Regions from separate parts of the Oryctolagus cuniculus genome. Here regions 1 and 3 are each linked to region 2. Evidence: chromatin contacts called from public Micro-C data. All regions are on one chromosome and are shown on one strand. Each heading gives the region's core, a stretch centred on a gene start, on an enhancer-like site or on the middle of the called end of the contact. The rest is flanking DNA. Distances are from core to core; before and after follow the strand shown.

Region 1 (3,920 bases), core at 1,317-3,816, 510 kb before region 2:
CAAGTCACGGCATATTAAAAGCCAAAAAGAAAAAAAAAAGGGGGGGGGGGGGGGGCAGGCAACGCACCAATCCGCCCGGCCAGGAGCACTTGGATCTGGTCAGGGTCCCCGGCGCACTGGAAGCCGTCAAACCATTTGTTGCAGCACCCAGGTGGAAAGTTTCGCACCGCGTTCTCTGGCTGTGCGTGCAGCGGCTTATACACCTCCACCCCCGCATAACGCCAGCTCGGGGAAACGCAAACACGCCACATGTGCATGTCCTCACCCTGTTGAACCACCACAGCTATAAATCAGCTCTCGCAGCTGGTTTAAAACAACAACCAAAAAAAAAAAAAAAAAAAAAGGCGAGATTGTGCAAGCGTATCTCAACCCTTTTGAAACACCACCACCAGATGAACCGAGGCGAATTAAACCGTTTTGAACGTTAAGGCCGCTGCACAAAGCGGTCTGGAAGCGTATTCCGCCTTTCTGAAATGCGGGGCGAAAAGTCCCTCGGCGAGTTTCAAAACTAATGACCGCACACCCCTGCACAGCTAACAAAAGCTTACTAGGAACTACCACGCCGTCAAAACCGTCCCCAGGACCGCGGCCCACACGGCCTTTATTAAAACAAGCTTTGAAAAGGGAACAATAAAAAGCGTCTCACCGCAAACACAGCACGAGAGCGACTGTCGGAAGTAAGGCAAGAGCCTGTTAATCTCTGTAAACGCCTTGGGGTCTCCGGGGTCGTAGTTGAGCACTAGGCGGCTCGCGGAAATGTAGAGAGCAGTAGCATTCACGGGGTTCATTGCAGACACTTCGACACCAATGGCTCCCGGTTGAAAAGAAATTCCGGATCCAACTTTGTAAGCAGCCAGGGAACAATGGCGAATTTGCAACAATTCTGAAGAAATCAGAGCAGAACCATTGGCCAAAGAAGTAACCGAAATCCGTGCAAGTTTGTGGAGCTGAAGCAATCCTCCCACACATGGGGGCCTTGGCGCCCCTCCTCCGTCCCTGAGACTTCCAGACAAAAAAAAAAAGAGAGAGAGAGAGAGAGAAAGAGAGAGAGCAGCGTTCGAGTTCGTCCCGAGGGGCCGCAGGGCGCAGAACTCGGCGCTCAGTCTAGCCCCGCGGCTCGGCGGGCGGCCTTGGCGCGAGCTGCATGTCCGGACGCGGTGGAGCTGGCGTGCGCGGGAGCAGGCCCGGGCCCGGTCCGGGAGGCTGCACGCTTCTCGCCGGCTGCGAGCCCCCCTACTCCATCACAGCGCCCGGCGCGGAGGCGGCAGCGGCGGCGACAGGGACGCGCGCGGGGCTCGGGCGTCGGCCTCCCGGATCTAGTGCAGGAAGCCGCGGCGGCGGCCGAGGGTGCTGCTGCGGCCGGCGGCGGCCCCCGCCGCTCTCTCCATATCGGACTCGGGGCCCAGGCTGCGCGCTGGCTCTCCGCCCCGAAGGCTGCAGTCCGCGGTTCCCTGAAGTGGCGAGGCGGGCGGGCAGAGTTCCCCCACCCGAGCGGGGAGGGCCGGGGAGGAAGTGCGCGGGCCGCCGCCGCCGCCGGCGGGCGGGAGGGGGCGGGGAGCAGGCCCGGCCGGGCCGCCGCGGCGCCCCGAGCTCCTCAGTCGCACACTCCGGGGTCACCAGGCGCAAGCGCCGCCCCCTCACAGCCCGGCCATCTTTGCCGCCCGCGCAGAGACAACTCCTCCGCCAAAGCGCGACGGGCCTCCGCCGCCGCCGCCCGCCCGGGCGAGCGCTCGCAGCGCCAGGCCCCGCCGCCGCCCAGCGCACAGCAAGGCCCCGCCGCAGGCCCCTCCCCGTGCCTCGCCGCCCTCACCCGGCTCCGCGCGCCACGCTAACTCGGCAGGGCCCAGACTGCTGCGGCCTGAATGGATCCCGCGGGCCGTGCGGCGCCTCAGGCCCTGCCGGAGACGACGACCGTTACCCCAACGGGCAAAGCCACTGTCATCCCCGAGACTCCCCCGCCGCCGTCGTCGCTAGCGCTCGCACGCATGCGCAGAGCGCCCTCTCTCCCCTCCCCCCGCCCTTTCCTTTCCCTTCCCTTCCCTTTTCCCCTGCTTCTCCGAGAGCCCCCTCCACACCCTCTCAGCGCTACCGGCTCGCTCGGCACATGCGCACTCTGCCACCCGGCTCCGCCGCCTTTGGCCCTTACGCGTGCGCTTTGACCGCCCACCCAGAAAACCGGATAAACACATTAGCCCGCGCACGCCGGCCCCTCCCCGCTGCCAACCCACCCGGACGCACTGCGCATGCCTGGCTGTGCACTTACGGCGCTCGGAGCGGAACTCGCTCTCGGCGAGCCGCCCGCTCTCGCCGCCCCTCCCCCATGTGCTCTCAAATTCCCTCTCCCGGGCCTGTGGGCTGTGGTGAAGTCTTCGCTAGCTACCCGTCCTTGCCCCCAGCGTGGGCTGCGGGCTTCCCGCATGCCACTGCCTCGGCGCCCGCCGACGCTGAGGCCAGCTTGGGGCGCGCCATGTGGCGCTCCGCACCGGCCCCCGCGCGGCCCGCCCGCGTCCTGACTGACCGCGGCGTGAGGAAACAGCCGCGCCCGGCCCCAGGCCCCGCCTCCGCGGCCTGGCTCGCGGGACCGCGCGTCCCGACCCCGAAGGGCGCTGCCTCGGCCGCCGGGCCCTCCCCGGGCCGGCCGGGCGGCCGTCAACGTGGCTGCGCGCCCAGCGGGCGGCGTCTCCGCCCCTCGGCGGCCCCTCCGCGGCCTCTGCTCCCGGGGGTCTGACGAGAGTTCCAGGGGCGTCGGCCGGGCCCGCCGCGAACTCGTGCGGAAAGGGTCCGCCTCAGACACAAAATCCTGTGTTTTGGGTTTTTTTTTTAGCTCTTGAGAGACCTAGCTCTTCGCTATGAACGAATATAAGAATGCATAGTCTTCCTTTCACAGGAGCCCAAGTCCTTGGAATTCTGGACTTTAATAAAACAAACTTATGTTTCTGTAGAAGACCAGGGATATAAATAAAAGTAATTTAACTGATGATTCTGTCCTCTCCCCCACCCCCGCCCCCGCTTCAGAATACAGAATCTTTTGTGACTGCACAAACAGAAACAGACCATTTCGTATCCCTGGACACCAAAACTCTTCAACATAATTTATTGCACATAGCGGATGCTCTCCACGTGTTTGCAAAGCGGAACTGATGTGTGTCAATCTCTCGTGGCACATGCTCTGCATATACGTGGCACATGTAAATGTACATGTTAATTTTAGGGGCTTGCCACTTAGCGTAGACATGAATAGTTAAGCTGTCAAGGAACACATAAAACCTCTTTGATATATAATTTTTATTACCATTTGAAGGCAGGTTTTTTGGACCCGGCATATTATCAACATTTAAAAAATTAAGCTGTAAGAATCTAACTTCCTAATTTTATCAGCAAGGCAGAATAATCAAAGGTATGAGATAGGTATTTGGTAGATTTGTGTTTGGAAAATAACAAGTATTCTAAAAGTCTCTCTCTAGGTGCTGAAAAAACTCCCATCCTCCGGTTCACTCCACAAATGCTAGCAGTGGCCCCAGGCAGGACCCCCCAAAACTGGGAACCAGGAACACATTCCAGGTCTCCCAAGGGAGTGGCAGGAACCTAATTACCTGAACTATCATTGCTACCTCCAAGGGTCTGCACCAGCAATAAGGTGGAGTCAGGACCAGGAGCAAGCATTGAACTGAGGCACTGGGTATTTGTGTCTTTGTGTGGGTATATATTTGTTTTAAGATTTACTTATTTGCAAGGCAGAGTTACAGGGAGAGAGAGAGAGAGATCTTCCCATTCACTGGTTCTTTTCCCAAATGGCTAGAACTGGGCCAGGCCCAAGCCAGGAGCCAGGAGCTTCTTCCAGGTCTTCTATGTGCAGGGGCCCAAGCACAAGGGCCATCCTCCGCTGGTTTCCCAGGCACATTAGCAGGGAGGTAGATGGA
Region 2 (4,107 bases), core at 1,596-4,095:
GCACCAGCACCATTACCAAAGTGGGGGTATTTGGCCTAGTCCTTAACACGTTAGTTAAGATGTCATGTCTGAGGACTGGTATTGTGGCACAGCAGACTAAGCTGCATATGATACCAGCACCCCATATCAGAGCACTGGTGATCCACTTTCCTGCTAGTGCACCTGGAAATGCAGCAGCAGACTGCCCAAATAATTGGGCCCCTGCTACCTACAGGGGAGATCAGGATGGAGTTCCTGGGTTCCTGGTTTCTGCCTGGCTCAGCCCTGACTCCTGTGGCCATCTGAAGAGCAAACCAGCACATGAAGATAATATCTCTCTCTGCCTTCCAAATAAATAAAACAAAACCTTAATCCAAATACCTGGATTCAATACCCAGCTCTGGGCTCCAACTTCCTGCTAATTGCTATCGTGCATGCGAGGAGGCAGCATGTGATGGCTCAGTTGGGTTTCTACCATCCACCTGAGAAACCTGGATTGAGTTCCCAGGTCCCAGCCTGACTCAGCCTTCCTCTTAAATTTGTTTCTTAAAGTAAAATGAATAGTTTTCCGCTCTGAAGTAATTTGTAAAAATTAACTACTGGTTGAAGCAGGTGTGTCTGGACGGTTGGGAAACCAGCATCCCACATTAGAGGGAGTGCCTGGTGGAGTATGGCTCTGCTCTGGAATGCAGTTTCCTCCTAGCACACACCCTCCAAGGCAACACGCAGATGATGCTCATGTTTGTGGGTTCCCGACCCCCCCCCCCGTGGGACACCTGAGACTGAGTTCTCAGCTCCTGACTTGGTCCTGATATAGCCCCAACTGTTGTGAGTACATCAAGAGAGTGAACCAGTAGATGGAAGATCTCTTGCTCAACCTCTCTCTCAATATGTAAATAAATAAATGGCGGATCACTTGAATAAATTTAGTTTACCTAGAGTACATTTTGGAAATTGAAAGCAAAAAAGCAAAACCAAAAAAATACAGCAAAACACCTGTTAGTTTTCTAGAACTTTATTTAGATAACAGGGAATTTCTGTTGTAAGTATTCTCTAAAATAAAAAGAAAATATTTGTAGTTTTCAGTATTTCCTTCCTTGATCAAAAATTTTAATCTGAATTCTTCAGACACTATAAATATGAGAACACAGAACAAAGTATAATACAATAAACAAGTTGTTTTCCTTTTCACTGTTCTGCATATGTCCCTAAGTGCTTCACCTTCAGAATTTCCTATTTTCTTGAAACACACACAAGGAAGACTAAAACTAAAAAAGCCATATTCAAATCCATGTAAGTTACAAATCATACAACTTATGCCAATTCAGACACTTTTTCAAACACTATTTTGTGTAAGACACAAAATTTAGTCTTCTCTAGTCACAACTACGAAAAATAAACTACATCATTTTAACGCCAACTTAACAGCAAATAATTCGCTACCTTAAAACCACATTGTTTTGAATCTACACGCTTCCAAAACCATCCCATGACTTCTATGCCCGGGGCAGGACTCCCTGCCTGGTGAGGAGAATCGGTAACACTCCAATTGTGGATAGATGGGGTGAGACGATAATCCTAAAATCCGAGAATTTCTTAGTCCAATAGAGCACACAAGAAACACCCAACGAAGGCCTTCCGAACGAGGCTCGGGTCCAACTCCAGGCACTCCAGTTTCCCCGCTCTTCACCCCGCCCCCACCCCGAGTAAAGGAGGGAAAACAACTTTTATTGGCCTCGTCTCCCCGGGGACTGGCAAACTAGCGGGGCAGAGCTCGGGCCTGGACACGTTTCTCCGGGAGGCCCCCGTCGGGGGCGGGGAAGGCAGATAGCGGGAAAGCCCGGCTCCGACGCCCGTCTGCTCCGGCCGGTGGCCCCCCTGCCCCACCCCACCACCAAGAGGCCCGGGCCAGCCACCAACACCGAGCGACCCCCCAGGCCCCTCCGCGGAGGCTCGCTCGCTGTCATGTGACGCCGCCGCCGCTACAACACCGCAGAAACGCAGGGCGCCGGGCGGCGGAAGGCGTTCGTGCCAGCCCGCCTCGGCCCGGCCCCGCCGGGCGCGGGCGAGTCCCGAGAGCCCGGGCGGGGGGGAGCGGAGGGCGGGCTTGGCGGCGGGCCCGAGCGCGCCACAAAGGCTTCCGCGCCTGTCGCCGTAGTGCCCCGGCGGGCGGGGGCACGGTTTTCGGGGCCCGCGGGAGGGGTGGGGAGCGGACCGGGGTGCCCGCCGCACCCACGGCCGCCTCCCCGCGTTCTCGGACGGCCCGCGGCCGCCGGGCCCCGCAACAGGCCCCGCGCGGCCTCCCTCCCCCGCGCGGGGCCCGCGCCCGGCCCGCCCGCGCCCCGCTCGCGCTCTCTGGCTCTCGCCGGCCTCCATCTTGGATCGGCGCTTCCAGCCCCCGCGCCGCTGCCGCCGCATTCCCCCTCTTTCCCGCCCCCCGCCGCCGTCGCCGCCGCCCGCACTCACCTCAGCTGCCCATCCGGGCGCCGCCGGCCGTCGACCTAGTTTCCCCCCAAAAGTCTCCGGTGTGTTATTCCCGATGTGGGGGGGTTGTTACGGGGTGGTCGCCGGGGGTTCGGGAGCGGGGGCCGCGCCTTCAACGGAGCTGCAATCCTAACCCGCCATCTGGTGGCATTTTCCACACGCCAATGGCGCCGCTGCAGACTTGGGTCCGGACCGCCCTCTGCTGGCCGCGGTGCTCACTGCCTCGCTGACGGGACGGGCCTGCCCGGAAAAGGGAGGGAGCTGAGGCGCGAGCTGGGGGCCGCGGCGGGGGCGCGCTCGAACGCTTTCCTGTGGGGATTGCGCGCACGCGCGCCAGCGGGGCGGGAAACGTGGCCGCTGCGTGGCGGCTCCGCCCCCGCACGGAGCGCTCGCCTGGCTCAGCCAATGGCGAGCAGCGGATGCCCCTGGATGAGGGCGCTGTGGTCGATTCGAGGGCTGCCCAAGGCGGGCGGAAGGACGGCCACGGCGCGCCTGCGCGTTAGCGGCTCCGAGCGGTCGCCCGCCATTTTTGGAGCCTGTCGGACACCTGGGAAAGAGCCCGCCCCCTGATGCCTTCACCAAGCAACACCCCCATCCGTCGCCGGCCCCCGCCCCAGGTCGCGCCGCGGACGCTGTCCTCCGGCCCCGCCCTGCTGCTGCCCCCGCCCCCCGCCCACGAGGCGAGCTGCGAAGCGGGCGGGAGTGTCTCCCGCGTTTAACTAGGGCCTCGGCGGCTGGCATTGTACGGGCAGTTTCTTGTTGACGAGGTGCTTTTCCCGCGCTAGAGTGGAAAGGTCTCGGGAGCCGCTGGGGACTTCCCTCGTCGCGGATCGAGACTGAGCACTGCCTGCTGCAGGCCGATTGGCGTCGTGCTGCCACTGTAAAGCAGCTCGGCTCCGTGGTGGCGGCTTTGCATAAGGCGGCAGCATTGGCTAGTTAGTGAGAAGGGAAAATACAGACTCAGCTTGGAATTTGGCTTCTCCTCCCACAGCCTTTGGACAACGCTCAGTGGCTCCGAAAGGGAAATAATTACTAACATGACCAAACTGTTCTGTAGAATCTCACCTCTTCCCCACTCTTCTTCCTCTTGAGACAGGGACCCCTGCCATACACCTGCTCCTAACTCTTTCCTGCAAAAGTGAATCCTTACTTTCCTGGGTTGTCAGTCCCATGTGTAACTCTATTGCCATGACCACCTTTATGTCAGTATTACCTGAACAGGTTACCCCTGAGGGTATTTCTTGTTTCTCTCCCAGGGGTCGCAAGTTGTTTGGCTTTTCACTGGAGGTAGTCACAATCAACCAGACTGGGTCAGAATTGAGGGCTAGATGGATGTATAGATATTTTCAAACTGTGATGGACTTCCTAATATATATATATATTTTTTTTTTTTTTTGACAGGCAGAGTGGACAGAGAGACAGAGAGAAAGGTCTTCCTTTGCCGTTGGTTCACCCTCCAATGGCCGCCGTGGCCGGCGCGCTGCGGCCGGCGCACCATGCTGATCCGAAGCCAGGAGCCAGGTACTTATCCTGGTCTCCCATGGGGTGCAGGGCCCAAGCACTTGGGCCATCCTCCACTGCACTCCCGGGCCACAGCAGAGAGCTGGCCTGGAAGAGGGGCAACCGGGACAGAATCCGGTGCCC
Region 3 (3,864 bases), core at 513-3,012, 420 kb before region 2:
GTTTTTTTGTTATTATTTATTTATTTATTTATTTTTAAAAAATTTTTTGCCAGGCAGTGTTAGACAGTGAGAGAGAGAGACAGAAAGAGTTATAGACAGTGAGAGAAAGACAGAGAGAGAGGTCTTCCTTCCGTTGGTTCACCCCAAGATGGTCACCATGGTGGGCACACTATGCTGATCCAAAGCCAGGAGCCAGGTACTTCCTCCCGGTCTCCCATGCAGGTGCAGGGACCCAAGTACTTGGGCCATCCTCCACTGCACTCCCGGACCACAGCAGAGAGCTGGACTGGAAGAGGAGCAACTGGGACAGAATCCGGCGCCCCAGCTGAGACTAGAACCTGGGGTGCTGGCACCGCAGTGGAGAATTAGCTAAGTGAGCCATGGTGCCGGCCCATGGTTTTTTTTTTTTTTTTTTTTTTAATTTTATTTATTTATTTGAGAGATGGAGTTACAGAGAGAGAGGGAGAGGCAGAGAGAAAAGTCTTACATCTGCTGGTTCATTCCTGAAATAGCCACAATGGCCGGAGCTGAGCCTATCTGAAGCCAGTAGCCAGGAGCCTCTTCCTGTCTCCCACGTGGGTGCAGGGGCCCGAGGACTTGGACCATCCTCTGTTGCTTTCCCAGGCCATTGCAGAGAGCTGCATCAGAAGTGGAGCAGTCAGGATTCAAACTGGTACCCAAATGGGATGCTGGTGCCACAGGCAGAGACTTAGCCTACTATGCCACAGCACTGGCCCCAGTTTTTCATGTTTTACGGAGTTGGATTGGGATCATCCATGGCCATGTCTCCATGTCTTGTTCATTACAATGTCCTTTAGCATCCCGTACAGTCTCTAAAATGTAGGAAGTAGTCAGAGAGAATCAGTGAAGATAATCCAGAGAACAAGCTCACTTTTTCTTTCAAAGGAAACTGGAAATCTTTGGGATTGGGATTGGGATTGGGCTCGGGCTCAGGTGCAGCTTAATGCGGTGGTCACAAAGGAATGATTCCCTGGTAGGAGTGCTTTGCAAATCCATCAGTGCACAACTTTCCCAGTTCCCATGAGATGAGTCTCCGCCATTTCGGTTCCCACCCCCACCCCCAGCAGGTAACTGGCTCTTCCCTTGTTGACTCCGTCTGCCTCTTTTCTACCTAAAGTGACCGCCTGGTTCCTGAGCTTGACACAGTTGTCCCTTTGGAATCTACCAAGGCCTACGACATGGTGGACATCGTACATTCCGTAAGTGCCACAGTTCCCTGTCGTGTTTGTCCTCGTGCAGCCATTCACGGGCCCCCAGGTCCTGATGCCAGGCCACACAGGTGGGACACGGGGGGGCACACAGGACCAGAGGCCACCAGGAAGTGTGTTCTGGGAAGAGCTCAGGGTTCACCTGGACTGAGGGGCTGGACGGAGGAGGAGACAGTGGGCCAGTAGAGCTTAGGGGTCCCTAGAAGACACTGGGGTCCACAGATTAGGGACCATGTCCTGGGAGTCTAGAGTGAGGCCAGGGTGACCTTCGGTGGCTTCCTCTGTTGAGGGCTTTAAGCCCAGAGGTCGTTTTGTCTTTCTGGAGGAAGAGGACACAGGGCATTTTGTGAGGGGGTCAGGGTGTGTGTTTGTGTTTTTGTGTTTATGTGCACACACACATGGGTATCCAATAGGATAGGAGCCATTTGAATTCATTTCGTGGTGCAGCAGGTTCCTGGACACTATTAGGCAAACTGCGGAGGTCTGTAGATGGCCATTGTCTTTCTTTAGGTCCAGAAAAGCGCTTGTGAATAAGGCGAAAGGTGCATCACGTAAATTTTTATCACCAATATCCCTGCAAAGCCCTGTCCCTGTTCGAAGGCTTCAGCCATCCATGCAGATGTTGCCCATGGGGCCTGTGGCTGCCAGAGGAGAGCCCCAGAGCGCCATTCCTGCCCTAGTCAGACCCTCAGTGTGCCTCTCTGGGCTTCGGTTGAATTTGGTAAATTCTTTGTCCTACGGGCAAAGCACTTTGTTCTTTCTGAGTTTTCCTACAACCGGACTCCACCCCAACCTCATTCTCCATTTCCCGCTCTGATCAGATGACTTGGCCATTTCCTTCCTGGAGACAACCCAGACAGGGATTCCTCATTCCTCAGCGAGAGGAACAGGCTCCCCCCTTCCCCACCACCCTCCCCAAATCCGGCCATTAACCAAACTGCACTTTGCTCTACTGACAGAAGAGGGTGCTCTTGAACTAGGAATCTTGTTCACTCTCAGAAACTGCCAACCTCGTCCACAAAATGCAGAGATACAAGTAGTTTTCATTTATATCCAGCTACTAGAATAAGAGAACAAAAATCGAGAATGAAACATTTGAGTGGCTGAAATGCCCTTCCGTGTAGAAGTACATTGTGAAGCAGGTGGTCTCTCCTCGCCTCAGGTTACGAAAGTAAAAACATTCACAGACTAATGACAGAATGTAGAGAAGACAGGAGGAAGTAGTGAGAGGTGACTGAATTAAGAAAATGAAAGGGGAGATGATCATATCAGAAATGATGATTATAAGGTGTGCAATGGATAAGGTATTTGAGTTAAAACTTAATTAGGAGCACTGAAGAGATGTGGGGGAATAACCAAAATAAAAATATTATGAGAAACCCCATAAATATGTACAATTATTATGTCAATAAAAACAAATAATCTAAATATAAAAAAACATGAGAAAGTAAAAGTAGACTTTGTGTTCTCCTCAAAAAAAAAAAAAAAAAACCTCAGACAATGGATATTCAATAGATTGAATCATTGCACACTACACACAGACACCCAAGCACCATGTTGTATCTTTTGTATATGCAACTTTAAGTTGCCGACTAAAAATTAAATGAAAATACATCTAATAAAAATGATTAGTTAAAACAAGTATCAGAAAAGAGTGAGGTATAATGGGAGAGAGGCAAAGAAGACTAAAAAGTATATAATTGGAGTGTTAGAAAAAGAAAAATTACTGAGGCGGAATTAATATTTAAAGCTGTAATCCAAGAAACCATTCCAAAATAAAGTAAGACCCAGGTCTATATAATGAGCACACAGGAAAAGTGACCCAGAATGATCAAACTTGAGAAGATACCCAAATATAACTATCAGGTTTTTCAATGACACAGAAATATCCAGGATGTGCAGGTAAAAAGATCAAGTAACTCACAAGGTCATCAGGCGTCTTTAGAAGAAACACAGAAAATGAGGCATCAAGAAAAGCCCATTGAAGAGGATCAAGTGTGGTCTGCAACCAAGGATTTTATGTGTGGCCCAGCTGGCCCGCGTCTTTCAGGACTATAGACAACTAGTTTCAGATCTCAAAGACTGGAGGGAATTTTGTATTCCCAGGTCTGTCTTGAGGTATCTACTAACGAATGAGCTTCATCCAACCAAAAGGAGACTGAGAACATTTAAGCCAAAGGGCTGATTGTGATGACTGAGTACTTGTGTTCTGGGGTGGGCACTGGGGCCCAGTGGGTTAAGCCATTGCTTGGGATGCCTGGGCCCCATAGTGGAGTGCCTGGATTAGGTCCTGGCTGCTCAGTGCTTCTGATTCAGCTTCTTGCTGATGAGCCTGGGAGGAAGCAGGTGCTGGCCCAAGTACCTGTGGGAGACCAGGCTGGAATTCTGGCTCCTGGCTTCTCCCTGACCCAGCCTTAGCTGTGGTGGCCATCTGGGGAGTGAACCAGTGGACAGAATATCTTTCTCTCTGTCTCTTCCTCTCTCTCTCTATCTCTGACTTTCAAATACATGAATTAACTTTAAAAATACTTGTACACATAATTATAATAAGAATAAAACAGGTGAAGGTAGAGGATAACCTAAAATGTTATGTTTAGTTGTCGAAAAAAATGCTCCTGGAACATGGGAGGAGATG

What was found. A called contact is a pair of places that touch in the nucleus more often than the background predicts.
Region 1: a Micro-C map of ear pinna shows a contact between it and region 2, with 9 times the contacts expected there. The contact joins the promoter of MSL2 here to the promoter of STAG1 in region 2. A contact is called at or near these places in 3 of 6 Hi-C or Micro-C datasets (ear pinna, psoas muscle and an unstated tissue).
Region 3: a contact with region 2 is called in a Micro-C map of ear pinna, with 10 times the contacts expected there. The contact joins the enhancer-like site here to the promoter of STAG1 in region 2. A contact is called at or near these places in 2 of 6 Hi-C or Micro-C datasets (ear pinna and an unstated tissue).

Annotation. Positions count from the first base shown.
Region 1 is chr4:145,378,397-145,382,316 of mOryCun1.1, reverse strand. MSL2 (MSL complex subunit 2) reads right to left here and starts at 2,566. Exons shown (of 4, transcript XM_070072787.1): 1 at 2,264-2,566; 2 at 647-1,002; 3 at 68-266. The coding sequence starts at 257.
Region 2 is chr4:144,872,717-144,876,823 of mOryCun1.1, reverse strand. It overlaps STAG1 (STAG1 cohesin complex component), which reads right to left and starts at 2,845. Exons shown (of 35, transcript XM_070072781.1): 1 at 2,446-2,845.
Region 3 is chr4:145,293,034-145,296,897 of mOryCun1.1, reverse strand. PCCB (propionyl-CoA carboxylase subunit beta) reads left to right here. Exons shown (of 15, transcript XM_051859006.2): 9 at 1,139-1,220. Among named protein-coding and RNA genes, the nearest start is that of PCCB, 38 kb to the left of the region's middle. Within about 2 kb of position 1,762, at least 2 of the 8 cell types and tissues checked have an H3K27ac peak or open chromatin away from gene starts, as enhancers often do.